Linked DNA regions of Danio rerio: region 2 is linked to region 1. The links are chromatin contacts, called in public HiChIP or PLAC-seq maps. All regions are on one chromosome and are shown on one strand. Each heading gives the region's core, a stretch centred on a gene start, on an enhancer-like site or on the middle of the called end of the contact. The rest is flanking DNA. Distances are from core to core; before and after follow the strand shown.

Region 1 (7,380 bases), core at 132-2,631:
CAGTCTGCACGCTGGAATACAGGCTATTATGTCATGGCCGTGACGCAGCTTCAAAATTAGTTTCAAACCAGAAGTACGAATTTGCTTGAAATAACACAAAAAAAAAACAATTTACACTTTTTAGTGAAATATAGGTGTCCTAATAGTGTTTCTAGCAGTGTGGGACACATATACGACTGTCAACAGCTCAAAAAATGTGTTTTGGTGTTTCGTGGCCCTTTAAAATTTAAGTCACAGAACCCACTGTTTGGGTCTAGGAGTAATTAAAAATTAATATAGTAAAGACTTTTGTCTGCGGTATAATTTTTTACAGCAAATCAACACAAAATTTTGCCGCAAATTTTAAAAAATGTTGCAGCAAAATCAGTCATTTTAGAAAAAAAAGTCCTGCGAAATCCTGGAGGGACTGCTTAGTAACATATTTTAGATTTTAGAAAAAAATTAACAGCACCCTCTAGAGGATTTGTCATTAGAAATGCACAATGAAACTTACCCAGGGTAATGTACTTTACATTTTGAAAAAAGTATGCTGAGGCACGTATTTTCAGTGAGCCTGGGCTGTAAAAAGTTTTTGGTACAATTATGTAATACAGTATATATCACACAATTATAAGGTGATAAAATAATTATTTAGATAAATATTTAATGTCATTTTAAAGTACATTTTGCACTTCTAAATCATGTTTAAACATACACTTTTTTTATCCTTGTTGTTCCAAAAATAGGGAACCAAGCTTCATTTGTTTGATAATGGTTAAGAATTTTAAAAATGGTTTATTTTAATGATTTGTTTTATCTTATTTCTTTTCTTTTTTTTTTTTTTTTGAGCAACACTTTCATTAACCCAAGTAGCTTTATTGGAGATCTGACATTGAAAATCAGATAAGCTGGAGGAAGAGGTACCTTATCTACTCTGAAACAAAGGCTTGGTTTGGAAAAAGGATTGGGCTGATGAAGATGGTGTTATATTACACAGTTTTGGAAATGACTCTAAAGGCCATCTTAAAGATAAATGAAGAACAAGAGAATGCTGTACATTCATGGAATCCCTGGCGCCCATGAAAGGTTAATGAAGGTTTCACATTTCCCAACAGTCTGTTCCAAAACAACATGTCATTTTCCTCTCCATGACAATCGGTCATATCTCCAAAACAATCGGACACTTTATTCCAAGGCCGTGCGAGTGCAAGCACGACCTCTTGCCACCCATGGGAGCTGTTACAGTTAAGATTTATTCATATGGACTTTTGGTCTTTAAGTGTTTTGGCCTTGGGGACAAAGAACATGGAAAACAAGCAAAAACATTTAGCGTGTTCGCATATCATGTCACACTGAGCACCAAATTATAAAGGTTTCCATTAAATGGAGATAATGATAAACAGATCTGGGATTTCCTGCTCTGCTCGTGACAGAGACATGGCTTTAGTATCTGCAGATGTCCAGAGCCCCAGCAGAGAAACTTCTCATGTTTCCTGTCTTAAACAAACTGTCTCAGGCTGTGGTGAACAAGTTTATGGCCATAAATATATATTCATATATATAACAAAAGACATATAAGACACTTCTATACAGCTCATTGTTAAATTTAAAGGCTTAACTAGGTTAATTAGGTTAACTAGGCAGGTTAGGGTAATTTGGAAAGTTATTGTATAATGATGGTTTGTTCTGTAGACTATCGAAAAAATATATAGCTTAAAGAGGCTAATAATTTTGACCTTAAAATGGTGTTTGAAAAATCAAAAACTGCTTTTATTCTAGCTGCCCATATACAGTATATCACTGGCAATTTACTTGCGTGTTTGGATAAAACATAATTTTTGTTGTTTTAATTTTGAAAACACAGTTGATATTTCTTTCAAATTCAAAAAAATTTGATGTCATTTAGGGCATTTTATATAATGTTTATACATATAATGTTCATTTTATAAAATGTTGCGTGTCTAACACAATACAACTCTTTCATCCTTAGAGTAGTTAGGAATTCATGATTGATTTTCACTCACAACAAATCAAAAAATACATATCACCAATTTAAAAAATTCAGAAATCTCTAAATGAATTTTTTTTTTTTTAATGTGGAAGAAATGTTATCAGACCTTTATAAAAAATAAATATTAGCATTTTTCTTAAAGCCATACCTAATAAATCCAGAGAAATCTTTTTTTTTTCCAAAGCTATATAGTGCTGGGGCCTAACTGATGCACTGATACAAGTGAATACATGTAAAACAATAACAAAAGTACTATTAGTAGTAATTAGATTGTATTTTGCTTTAATACTATATATTATCTAACTCAGGTGTGCCCAAACTCTGTCCTGGAGGGCCGGTGTACTGCAGAGTTTAGCTCTAACCTCAACTAGACATGCCTAAATAAGATAATCAAGTTTTTACTTGGTATACTTACTTGCAGGTGTGTTGAAGTAAGTTGGAGCAAAACTTTGTGGGACACCAGCCCACCATGACCAAGTTTGGCCACCTCTGGTCTTACTGAATACCTTTAGATATTATGGCTTACAGTTATTTTATTGTAAAATACAAAAAGCAAATTATTCATCATATCTTGAGGCATTCACCATTTAAGAATTCTAAAAATCTTAACTTAAATTTTTAAAACCTGCAAGACTTTTAATATTACCTGCAAGACCATTTAATATTAATACACACTAACATGATTTTATTCATGGTTATTTGTGTAATATGTCTAAAATGTTTACCTTGATTTCATTTCATTTTATGTTAACGTCAAATATTTAACATCCCATTTGCATATTGTTCACAGTTTACGCCAAATCTAAATTATTTTTGGTAACATGACATTTAGTTAACAAAAGTTGAATCATCAGTTAACATTTATTAATTTAGGTGTTTTAGTTTATTAATATTTGGATTTTTATTTTCCAATAAAATTATTGACTTGTAAAACTATTTATATTTAAATCAATTAGTGATTTTATTGATTTTTTTCCTATAAAATTATTGATTCTTGATTCTTTCTCTTTGTATTTGGGCCAATATTATTAAACTTATTTAATATGTAAGGTCAAAAATCTTTTTTTGTCAGATTACATTACCTTAAATGTGCAAGTTAGATTATTATTATTATGTAACTAACTAACATACTTTAATACACTGTGCATATGTAAAATGTAGTTGTACTTTATTTTAGTATTTGTGTCCTTAGACTACTTTAAGTACTGGGTTATATAAGGTAACAACATGGGTTTATTTTGCATTCTTTTTACTCAAGTACAAATCTATGTAATAGATTGTCTAAACCTAACTGTTCTGACATTGTTAGGGATGTATCTAGATATTAAGTGCATGTACTTAATAAAAATCATAGAGTTCTTATGTAATTTATACTCCATAAAATGACTTTCATATGGCAGAACAAGTTCTTCAGAATGCCCACTTCTGTTTTTTAAGAATATGAGGATAAATAAGTGATGACAGAACTTACATTTTTGGTTGAACTGTCCCTTTAAGGTTGTATAAGCTGTAAACAGTAACTGTCACTGTGATGTCTGTATTTTAGGTGTACTCCAGATATGGACGTCCATCTCAATATACCTCATGAGGATTTACTCCCCGTGTAGCCCTGTGCTGAACGCATTACCTTTTTGAGTCTTTCCTTCAGCTGCTATATATTACAGATGGAAATCAATGGAGCCACTACATTAAATCATTTTACTGAGTCAAACAATTTTATAGATCATCTTTTCTTTATCTGTCTATGCTTTCAGTTTGTTTTATTGGCTTGATCCTCACTTTCATTTCTATAAGCACAATCACTTTAGTGTAGCTACCATGATTTACTAATGTGTCTTCAGACATGCTAATGCATACTGTGTGTATTTTAGTGCCACATAAACTAAGCTGTGGATGTTTCATGACCATGTTCATTTTGTAGCATTACATGTTTAAAAATCAGACATTTTATATTAATATAGAATAATCTCGCTGTAGGGACACAAACTTTTACAATTTTAAAAAGAAATTTCCTCCTGATTGTTTAAAGGGTCATGAAAGCAACCTCTTTCAGTTCAAGTCTACCCTCATTTTTTCAAAAAATGTTTCATGTTGGGCGTGGAGCGCTGCCAGCAGAGGTAGAAATGGGCATGGCCGACAGAGCAGGGGAAAAAGATAGGGGAAAACAACTGTCAGGTGGCTCACAAAATGAGAAACAAACTGTGAGGAGACCTGTGAGTTTACAGTTTACTAAGTTAAAATGCAAAGAAATAAAGAGTAAGTAATTTAATGCCCTGCTATCTTTGTTATTCATAATTTCATGTACAGATAACCACAATTTGTTATATCATTATAAAGACAATCGTGTTTAAACTCTATAACTCTATAAGGACTTCTGTCTTCCTCAATACCCAGTTCTGATTGCAGACACAGTGGCTAGCAGTGCAACAGGTCTCTTTATCTATTTCAACCATTAGCCCTGCTGGTAATCTGGAGGTTTTAAACATAGGCAAACACTGCAGCACGGATTTAGGCGATGTCTGAATGATAACGAACTCAAGTCATAAATTCTCCAATTCTCGCACAGATCTCTTGACAAAAATCCTTGATGCAAACCAACAGATTTGCTGTATCAGCCGGGACAGCATCACAGGGAAAAACATGCAACAAACCCTGTGGATCACGGAAACAAACATACAACCCGTGCCATACGTGGACGTGGTCTTACCCTGTCATTGGGTCTTACAGCTTGGCAGGTCTGTTTTGCCTTCGGAAAGCACATGCACTCATGAATAACTAAGAAGCTGGGTCTTCTCATGGGATAAGAAAACTGTGCTATGAGTAATAATGACAAACCGACGCGTCATCACTTCACTAGCAGATACATGCTATGTCACCGATTTTGATCCCACCCCACAAATTATTTTAAACCAGGAAGATGAAATTAGCTCAAAATTATCCAGTTTTCCCCACAATTAAAGCTGACAGGTGTTAACGTACACACAATACACACAAATCTGTTAAAGAATTTTTTTTTTTAAAGATGGTGTCTTGAACCTTTAAAGACTGATGATGTTGATACTTGAAGATTTTTAATTTAAAAAATTATAAATCGGTATCGACACATTGATTTGAATTTTTCGGTTGTATTTTTTGGATGAAATTATACAATTTTGATGACATTTTTAAAGTATACTGTAGGTCATGGCCTTGCTCATTGTATATTTTATTAAGTATGTTTACATGGACACCAGTAATCCGATTTTAATTAGATTAAGACAATACTCTGATTAAGAGTCTGTAAACAGGAATTTTTGATTGATCTAATCCAATTAAGGTCTATATTGAACTAAACAGAAATTGTATTAAGACATGTGGAGTATGCCGATTTTAGTCACATTATTGAAGTGCAGCAAAGACGTGTAAACAGCTTAATGAAGCTATTATCAATGTGTAGGATTTTCACCGCATTTTGCGAAAGGATAGTCTATACACACAGGACTGTTTGACTCTATTCTCTGCACTTACCATTTCAGTGAAGGACTACAGACACCTGCATTGAAAAATACTTTGAGTATTTTCTTATACAGCATGCAGTATAAAATTCTATTAAAACAACACTCTTCCAGCAATTCATACTCACGTCCAATATCTCTTTTGTTACAGGGAGCATGCATGAAATGTTCCTGAATAAAGGTGAAAGTGCCAAACTGCAGTTAAAGTCAACACATTAAAAATTAAACACCCAAAGTTACATAAAACTTGGAGGAAATGTGGATAGCCGTGGTGACGAAATGACTTCAATCGAATTATGTGCTGTAACATGTAAAACGGGATCATGAAAAGAACATTCAAACAGCAACTCGTAAATACCTTAATCATATTGTTGACTTATTCAGATTAAAGCAAATAATCCGATTATGTCTAAACTTAGTTATTAGTTATTGTTTGCAAAGTACATAAAATTGCATATGCAGCCTGAATTTTTGCAGAGGATGCTAATTGTATCTATCTTTGTTAACCACCCGTAGAAGACTTTTGCTCTTCCTCTCCATATGCACCAGACAGCTTCTTATAAGCACTCCAAAATCTTTGTAAAACATTGTGTAATTTTGAGTGTGCTCTACGTAGGTAAGTGGGCTTGACAAACCACCTGTTGGACACACTGTTCTTTCAAAAAAAATATTTGTCAATACTGCAACTCTCTGTTGATTTTAAGAGCATCTTTTATGCTCACTTGTAAGTCACTCTGGAAAAAAAAAACTTGCTATATGAGAAAATGCAAATGTAAATGTTCCCATGTCGGAAAAAACATGCTGTTGGAGTTTGGTACCATTCAGCAAGCAAATGTTATTGCAGTTAATGACACTTCAAGTGTCAATCCTCAAAGAACTCAAGTGCTTCATTTTATGACTATATATGACTTTATTTATCTAGCAAATGGCGCATTTCAAAGCCACTTTGCAAATCTTGAAACAGTAGTAAGGCGACATTGATGCAATTGACCAAAGTGTGGGAACAAGGCTTGCTCTGTAAACACACTTATGGATTTCAGCACCCCAGTGAACAGGCGACTGCTTTGATTACTTTTGTTGTTTCAGTTGGAAAAGATTCAGCAGAGCCTCAGAGAATTAAAAATTCCTGGTAAAAAAAAGAAGAAGATCTAAGCAGAAAATAAACCTTCTTGCATCTTTATTTTACTGTTTTCATTTCCATGTGCATTCAAACACTGCAATGCTTTTCCCAATGAATTGTTTTAGAAACCAAAACAAAAATACCAAGCAATAAAACTCCAACAGTCATCATCCAATTGCATAAGCACCAAAAAAGAAACAGCTGTGGATGTTTGTCTCTAAAGAAAAATAAATGCAATGTGTGTGGTTCCTCGTTGCATGACTTCCCAGTGATGACATCATTAAATCAAGATGCGTTTTCAAAATCAAAGCCATTACACTAACGAGAACCTCCTGATAACGTATGATATCTCAGCTCAGCTTCAAAAGCAGGAAATGACAGGACCTCGACGTCATGGAGATGCAGTGGGACGGTGCTAAAAACACACATTATAACATTTCGTGGCCCTGGATGATGCTGAGAGACGCTCGGCGGGGACCCACGAGACTTTACAGTCGAGGGCCCGTTTGTTGAGCTGTGTTTATGGGACCATGTGAGTAATATAAACAGAAGACGCGTTTCTCCGCACAGAGCTCGAGCTGAGTTGGCAACAGGAGCCCACCTGTGTTTAATCACAAAGACACGATACATGCAACTTCACGCCGCAGCCTCTCTGAGGGCAAAGTGGGAGGATGAACTGAGGAGAGACGCGCTCTGGAGCCCTAAAAGTTGTTGTGGCGAGATAAAGGTGAGTGAGAGGTCATGCGGGTGAGAGGAGGCTGTGACAGACAGCGAGA
Region 2 (6,809 bases), core at 648-3,147, 35 kb after region 1:
TTTGAATTATGGTTGTGTCTTGCTTAAATATGTACTTGATTTTATTTAGGTGTCATCAATCAGAGTGCCATATACTTTGACAAAGTGCTTTGTCTGTTGGGTATGGCGAGAGGGGGGTCCTGCAAGCATTCTGTTCAACAAATGACTTCCCAATATATTGCTCAGCAGATTGTTACTTCTGTAGTGGAATTTCCCTGTAAAAAATATATAATTGTTTTTATGTTTATTAAAGGTAATAATAATTACAAACTGCTGTATCTTAAATTTATTTTTTTTTCTATAAATTGTCAGTCTTCCTTTTGTACATGTGTGCATGTGCATACACAATGTTCTGTAGGTGAGACATCTGACATCTAAAAAAACATCTGCCAGATTTTTACTTGAACCGAGAAAGAGGGACTTACAACAGTGTATTGCTTTGTGTTGGTGTTTTTACTGAAGATGAAGTTGGTATGTATTTATCAGCATTTGTCAAATTAAAAATTTAGAAGTTTACACGAGTGCTGCACTTATTAATGTCAAATTTATTTTCTTTAATTTGTGTCCTAATAGATAAGTAATAAATAAAACTGTCCATTTTTGCCACCCTATTAATATAATATTAAGTGTATTTAATATTCTAATTAAATGAAATAGAATAACAATGTTGTATGTGACTCTTAATAACCAAACAAAATCATTACAAAAAATATTTTTAAAGATCTACAGTGAAGAAATGGATCCAGAAGGGTTGTTAGAAAGTGGTATTAAAGTATTTACCCTGTATCTACAAATATTACAAAAATAAAACCAAGAAGACTGCATTTTAATTCAGTAATATTAGATTATAAAATTATTTGTAACTTACTAATTAAAATGTAGAACAGATATTAAAACCACCCAGTAGGTAGCAGCAGAGCACTGTCTTCATTCAAATGGAGAAACTGAACAAAACTTTAATGGATTAGTAAATAATAAATAATAAAATTGATTGCATCCATAGATGACACACCATGTAATATGAAAAAAAAATAAAACAATTTAATCATGCTGGAACATTTACATATAACAGATAATATACGTTTATATTCATAGCAGCATAAAAGTAAAAATAAATCCATTATATGATGAAATAATCTGATTTAATAAGTAAAAAGGTTACAAACATATACTTCCCTTAATAAATAATATCTTATCCCTGCTCTTAATAAAACTCAAAGCAGTGCAGTATTAAAAGAGAAACAATTGGACACATGGCCAATATTTTGAATAGCCTTAAATCAAAGTATAATTTTAATATTTTCAATTGTAAATTTTCCAGAGATCTCTCCCATTCAAAGGTAAAAAAAATTAAACTGAACTAAAACACTGCATTTTTATTTATTGATTTTTTCAGACTCTGTCTTTATTTGTTGTAAATATGCAATATGCAATAGCATTTTGAAGCAAAATAATAAACCATTAAAATATCAGAATTAAAATCACTGCATTTCTTAAGTGACACCATTGTGAAAAGAGTCTTTTGAGTCTTTTGTAATATTTTTTAGCAGGAGAAATACCATTATGAAATTCACATAACTGTTAACATAATTAACATATAAAACACTCAGCAAGAATGACCACTTTTGTGTATTTTTGTGTTTATTAACAATAAAAACAATATTTAAGAAGTTGAAAATGCATTTCCTGTTTACTGACATCACGTAGTGGGCATTCACGCTATTCGTTTCCACTAACCAATGAAATTACAGGTGGGCGTGGCTGAATGTGCAGCCCCGCCCCACATTCATCTCCGCCCATTTCTGCAGGCTGCAGACAGGGGCTTCTCGGTTTTTCCGCTTTCAGTGTGTTAAACACGAGCTCCCTCTGCTGGACTCTCGGGCTCGCGCGTTACTCTTCTTATGCAACAAGACGAGACGTGCACGCGCAGGGATTGTTTGCCGCCAGTCAGTTCGTCGTTTATAACCGCAACGCACACATTGTGACTAGTATTAATTGAAACGACAAAGTTTTGGCTTAATATAATTGTGTTTTTTAGGTTTGCGTGGATTCGAATCAATCGACCAGGGTTGCAACTGTAGCTGAAACGGACCGTAGATCCGGGATTTACCGCTCGTTTGTGGAGCCAAGACTGTGACGCTCTGTAGGCCGCAGTGTAAACGTTTTAAGGTAAGGCGAAAGGGCCAACTATTAGTGGCTGTTTGGAGAAACGTTATTGTAGGTGTTGTGTGGAAAAGTTATGTATTGAAATCCTATCATTGTATTTTCAATATTAAAAGATGGTACTTTCCGTTTGTTTGCTATAACGAGACGACTTCAGCCTGTTAGCTCGCAAGCTAACAAAGCAAGCTTTAAAATTCCCTACCTAAATGTTGACAAAAAAACATCTAACAGTTCACATATGTTTGGTATATTTGCTAGTAATGCACCAACTATTTCAAAATACGACAAATAACTGGTTTGATATCGACTGGCTATGAGAAAAACAATTAGCCAGGAAGCTAACGTTAAGCGTGCGTTTTATGACCCCGTCCAGTCACGCGTGTCTGCGAAGTCAGCAATGTACAGTTTGGGGGCTATTTTGAGATACGGTTCATTTAAATATCCTATACTGTTAAATGTTGTTTATGTATTAAGTTTAACACTCAAACAGCTGTAAAAACACAATTTTCCTCGTTTGCAGATCAACAACAACAACATGGCCGATGATTTGGACATTGAAGCAATGCTCGAGGCTCCATATAAAAAGGTGGGTATTTGTTCAAGTTGATAAATGTGCTCAATAATCTGTAGACCTTTGGTTTGAAACTGCTAACCAGTCGTGTTTTCTCTAAGTCTTTATTGTCAGATCAATAACTTGAATGTTTCTGTGATAGTGGTTTCAATGAATAAATTGCCCATCTATCTCTTTTTGTAGACTTGCCTATATCTCACCTCTACTCCCATGAATTCCAGTGTGAACTGTCAAAAAAATGAAGGTAGTAATTGCCCAATATATTGATGTACTGTGGTACCCTTGGTTGAAATACATAGGCAAAATTGATACATAGGTACCGCCAGAATAAATGCAGTGGATGAACATAAAGATCTGGTATAAACTCTGTGGAGACTGTATTTGTTATTGTATGCATGGTTTTCTTAGCTTTTACAAGGAAGTTTTTCTTCCATAATGGCTAGAATAATGCTGCATGTTTTATAGTATAAACATATGGGAGGTATCCACTGAAAATATATTGGTCTAAAATGTCATAATCTTAGTGCAGAAATCCTGGAGATGACGTATCCAAGCAAATCCACAGAGTCTCGTTATTCATGGATTTGAAAATAAACCAAAATGAAAGGGGTAGTTCACCTAAAAATAAAAATGTGCTGTTCTCACACACACATGCCATCCTAGATGTAGGTGTAGTTTTCTTCCTACTTCTGTTAAAGATTAAAGAATATTTTTATTCATCTAAAAGCGCCGGAAGCTGTTGACTTGAATTTTTTTTTAATCATTAAGGACCACAGCTTCAGGTAAAAAAAATTATATTCTAAAGAAGATACCAACATCTTGGATGGCCCGAGGGTGACTGAGTTAACAGCAGGTTTGTGTTTTTGGTTAACTATTTATAAAAAAATGTATATGTCATATTTTAGTTATGCATGCTGCTGACATTTAAAAATACTTGTTAATGGTTATTTTGCGATTTTACAAGCGGGGAATGATGGGGCTCAGCATTTAATGTCATAAAGATACTGTAAAATACATTTATCATGTAAATCGTCTAGCCTCTTAACAACAACAAAAGATCAACTCAACTTTAGATGGTCTGTGGGAGTCGCTATTACTAAGCCGTGTGAATCCCTGTTTGCTTCAGGGCGAGATGTGTGACTGAGGTGGCATCGAGCTCTTTCAATCCACGAAGGCATATGGGGTGAAGATCACTGGAATGGCATCCACCACTGGAGCTCGTTTAGTGGCTGGCTGCTAGCGTTGCCACTTTGGGTCTTAGGCTCAGATAGCCTTGGTACTGAAACTGTTGGGCTGCTTAATGAATGATGTCTTTAAAAAAAAAAATCAATGCTGCTTTACATACCCAGCATAGCACTAGCAATGTTTGGCCGTTTCACACAAGTAATGCAAGCACAAGTAAGGAAGAACGACATTGGCAGCCTTGTGGTTGCTTTCTAAAGGTCCCCCTTGTATTTGTCGTCCTCCCACACAAACCCTGTAATGAACTCTTATTTAATGATCATATCATATTCTCTTTTGTTCCCATCCCTTCTTTATCCTTACGACTTGAAATGTTTCGCCGTCCTCCTCATGCTGTCTTCTATCGACCCTGCTTAGGATGACAACAAGTCCTTAAGTACCAATGGCCACGAGGAGCGGAGCAAGAAGTGAGTTTTCCTACTTTTATAGCAGTTTCCTTCAATATGCTTAATCTTTTACTAAACTGACGCTCAACTTTTCAATCAAAAGAAAAAAGAGGAGCAAAAGTCGCAGCCGGAGTCGGGACAGGAAGAGAAGCAAGAGTCGCGAGCGCAAAAAGAGTCATGACCGGAGGAGGAGCCGCAGCAGAGACCGGAAGCGCAGCCGCAGCAAGGAGAGACGTCGCAGCCGTTCTCGGAGCAGGGAGCGCGGCGGTCGCTACAGAGCTCCATTGTAAGTGACCAACTTTTGCTTTGGGTTGTAGTCTTTGCCAAATGTCCATAGAGTTCAGACATGGCACTCATGATGTAATATGCATGTTTAGGCCAATCAAAATGTTTTTTTTACTGTTTGGTTTTATTTTAATTGCATCACACCAGTTCATTATTTGATTCAACTTCATGAATGTCATAGTCTTTAACCTGAAGTAAAAGGTTCTCATGGTGCCCATGGAGGGTATGAGCATGTCTTGCAGGGAATATTACCAAGAAGGCAGAGGAGTATAGTGTCTATCCTGTTCGTTATCATTGGTGAATAAGCAGAGATGGGTTGACTCCCCCACAAAACAAGGCATTTGCTGTAATGTGTACAACATTCATCCTTGTTCCCCATTGAAGCTTGCGTGTATATTTAGCGCTAGCAGTAGAGCAATTAGTCATAGATACTGAGATTAAAAACCTTGAAAACCTTGTTTTTAAATCACAGTTCTGGCCTGAAATTTAACGGTGGTCCCAGGGGGAAGACTGGCCCACCACCTGCCATCAAACTAAGGTTTCTATTATACTATTTTTGTTGTGTGTGGGTAGTTGCTTTTTCTATGTATCACATGTGGAAACTCTTTGCAAAAGTGCTAACAAAAATTCTCTTTCAGTCGAAGAAGGTCTAGAAGCCGAAGTCCTTTCAAGAAAGATAGAAGCCCTGTAAGGTAAGATCATTTCAGCATTGAAAATTACTCCATTGTTATCTCTAGTTATATTTATTCATTTATTTTTGTCATTTGCTAACAGACAGCCCATTGACAATCTCACCCCTGAGGAAAGAGATGCTCGCACAGTGTTCTGTATGCAGCTGGCAGCCAGAATCCGGCCACGAGACCTAGAAGAATTCTTTTCTGCAGTTGGAAAAGTCTGTTTGTTTCACTTTGGACAACTTTGACCCGTTTCCCCACTAAGCTTGGATTCTAATTGATTATGTTTTTCTTTTAAGGTACGAGATGTGCGAATCATCTCTGACCGAAACTCCAGAAGATCCAAAGGAATTGCTTACATTGAGTTTGTGGATTCCACATCTGTACCCCTGGCAATTGGTCTATCTGGACAAAGGCTTCTTGGAGTACCAATCATTGTCCAGGCTTCACAGGTAACAGTGTCTGGAGAAGCAAAAAATGCTTTGGTTTTAGATGTGACGTTTTTTTGATTGCACATGTTTTATCCCCAGGCTGAGAAGAACAGAGCCGCTGCATTGGCCAATAACTTGCAGAAGGGCAGCGCAGGACCCATGAGGCTCTATGTTGGCTCATTGCATTTCAACATCACAGAAGACATGCTCCGAGGAATTTTTGAACCATTTGGAAGGGTAAATAGTGTTTACTGTTATTTTATCACCTTGAATTGATACATTATTCATGAATCTTTCCTTGCTCGTACAGATTGATAGTATCCAACTGATGATGGACAGTGAAACAGGACGATCTAAAGGATATGGTTTTATCACAGTAAGTTGTGGCCAACCTCTTCTAAAAGATGCAGATTTCTTCACATAAGACAAAGTAGTTTCATGAGCTCCAGAGAAGCATGCATGTTTTCAAACGCTTAATAGATTTCCTCTTTCCTCATAGTTTTCTGATGCTGAATGTGCAAAGAAGGCACTGGAACAGCTTAATGGCTTTGAGTTGGCTGGTAGACCAATGAAAGTGGGACATGTGACGGAGCGCACAGATGCCTCCACCGCCAGCTCCTTCCTGGACAACGATGAGCTAGAAAGAACCGGTATTGATCTGGGGACTACAGGAAGACTTCAACTCATGGCCAGATTAGCTGAGGGTAAGAATGGGTCATCTGATCTGCTGTTAGGAAGTGGATTATGTCATTTTCAGAGGCTCTAACGAGAATTTTTCTATCTGTTTAGGAACTGGTTTGCAGATCCCGCCCGCTGCACAACAGGCCCTTCAGATGAGTGGCTCCATGGTTGCCATGGCTGCAGCTACTGGTTAGTGGGGGGTTCAGTGCATGTGCTGTTAAATATTTCGTTATTTATTAAGGTTGATGCAGCTTGTATGTAATGTTTGTCTTGTTTTGTAGCTGCTATGAACCCTGGATTGAGTTTTAACATCAATGTGCCAACAAACCAAGCCTTGAATTTACCATCACAACCCATCGCAACACACTGTTTCCAGCTGTCTAACATGTTCAATCCA

Evidence for each region. HiChIP or PLAC-seq counts read pairs in DNA pulled down with a chosen protein or histone mark.
Region 2: an H3K4me3 HiChIP or PLAC-seq map of gastrula embryo shows a contact between it and region 1, with 2.9 times the contacts expected there. The contact joins the promoter of rbm39a here to the enhancer-like site in region 1. A contact is called at or near these places in 10 of 18 Hi-C or Micro-C datasets (caudal fin, embryo, fibroblasts and 4 more) and 3 of 4 datasets of contacts at active chromatin or transcription factors (caudal fin, embryo and gastrula embryo).

What each region holds. Positions count from the first base shown.
Region 1 is chr11:26,360,045-26,367,424 of GRCz12tu, forward strand. rem1 (RAS (RAD and GEM)-like GTP-binding 1) reads left to right here and starts at 7,231. Exons shown (of 5, transcript NM_201174.1): 1 at 7,231-7,331. It also overlaps a transcript of pnp4a not described here. Within about 2 kb of position 1,382, at least 9 of the 62 cell types and tissues checked have an H3K27ac peak or open chromatin away from gene starts, as enhancers often do.
Region 2 is chr11:26,394,913-26,401,721 of GRCz12tu, forward strand. rbm39a (RNA binding motif protein 39a) reads left to right here and starts at 1,898. Exons shown (of 16, transcript NM_001012304.1): 1 at 1,898-2,148; 2 at 2,663-2,728; 3 at 4,313-4,362; 4 at 4,445-4,627; 5 at 5,099-5,164; 6 at 5,265-5,318; 7 at 5,401-5,518; 8 at 5,600-5,752; 9 at 5,831-5,968; 10 at 6,042-6,107; 11 at 6,231-6,435; 12 at 6,521-6,601; 13 at 6,694-6,809. The coding sequence starts at 2,678. It also overlaps a transcript of rem1 not described here.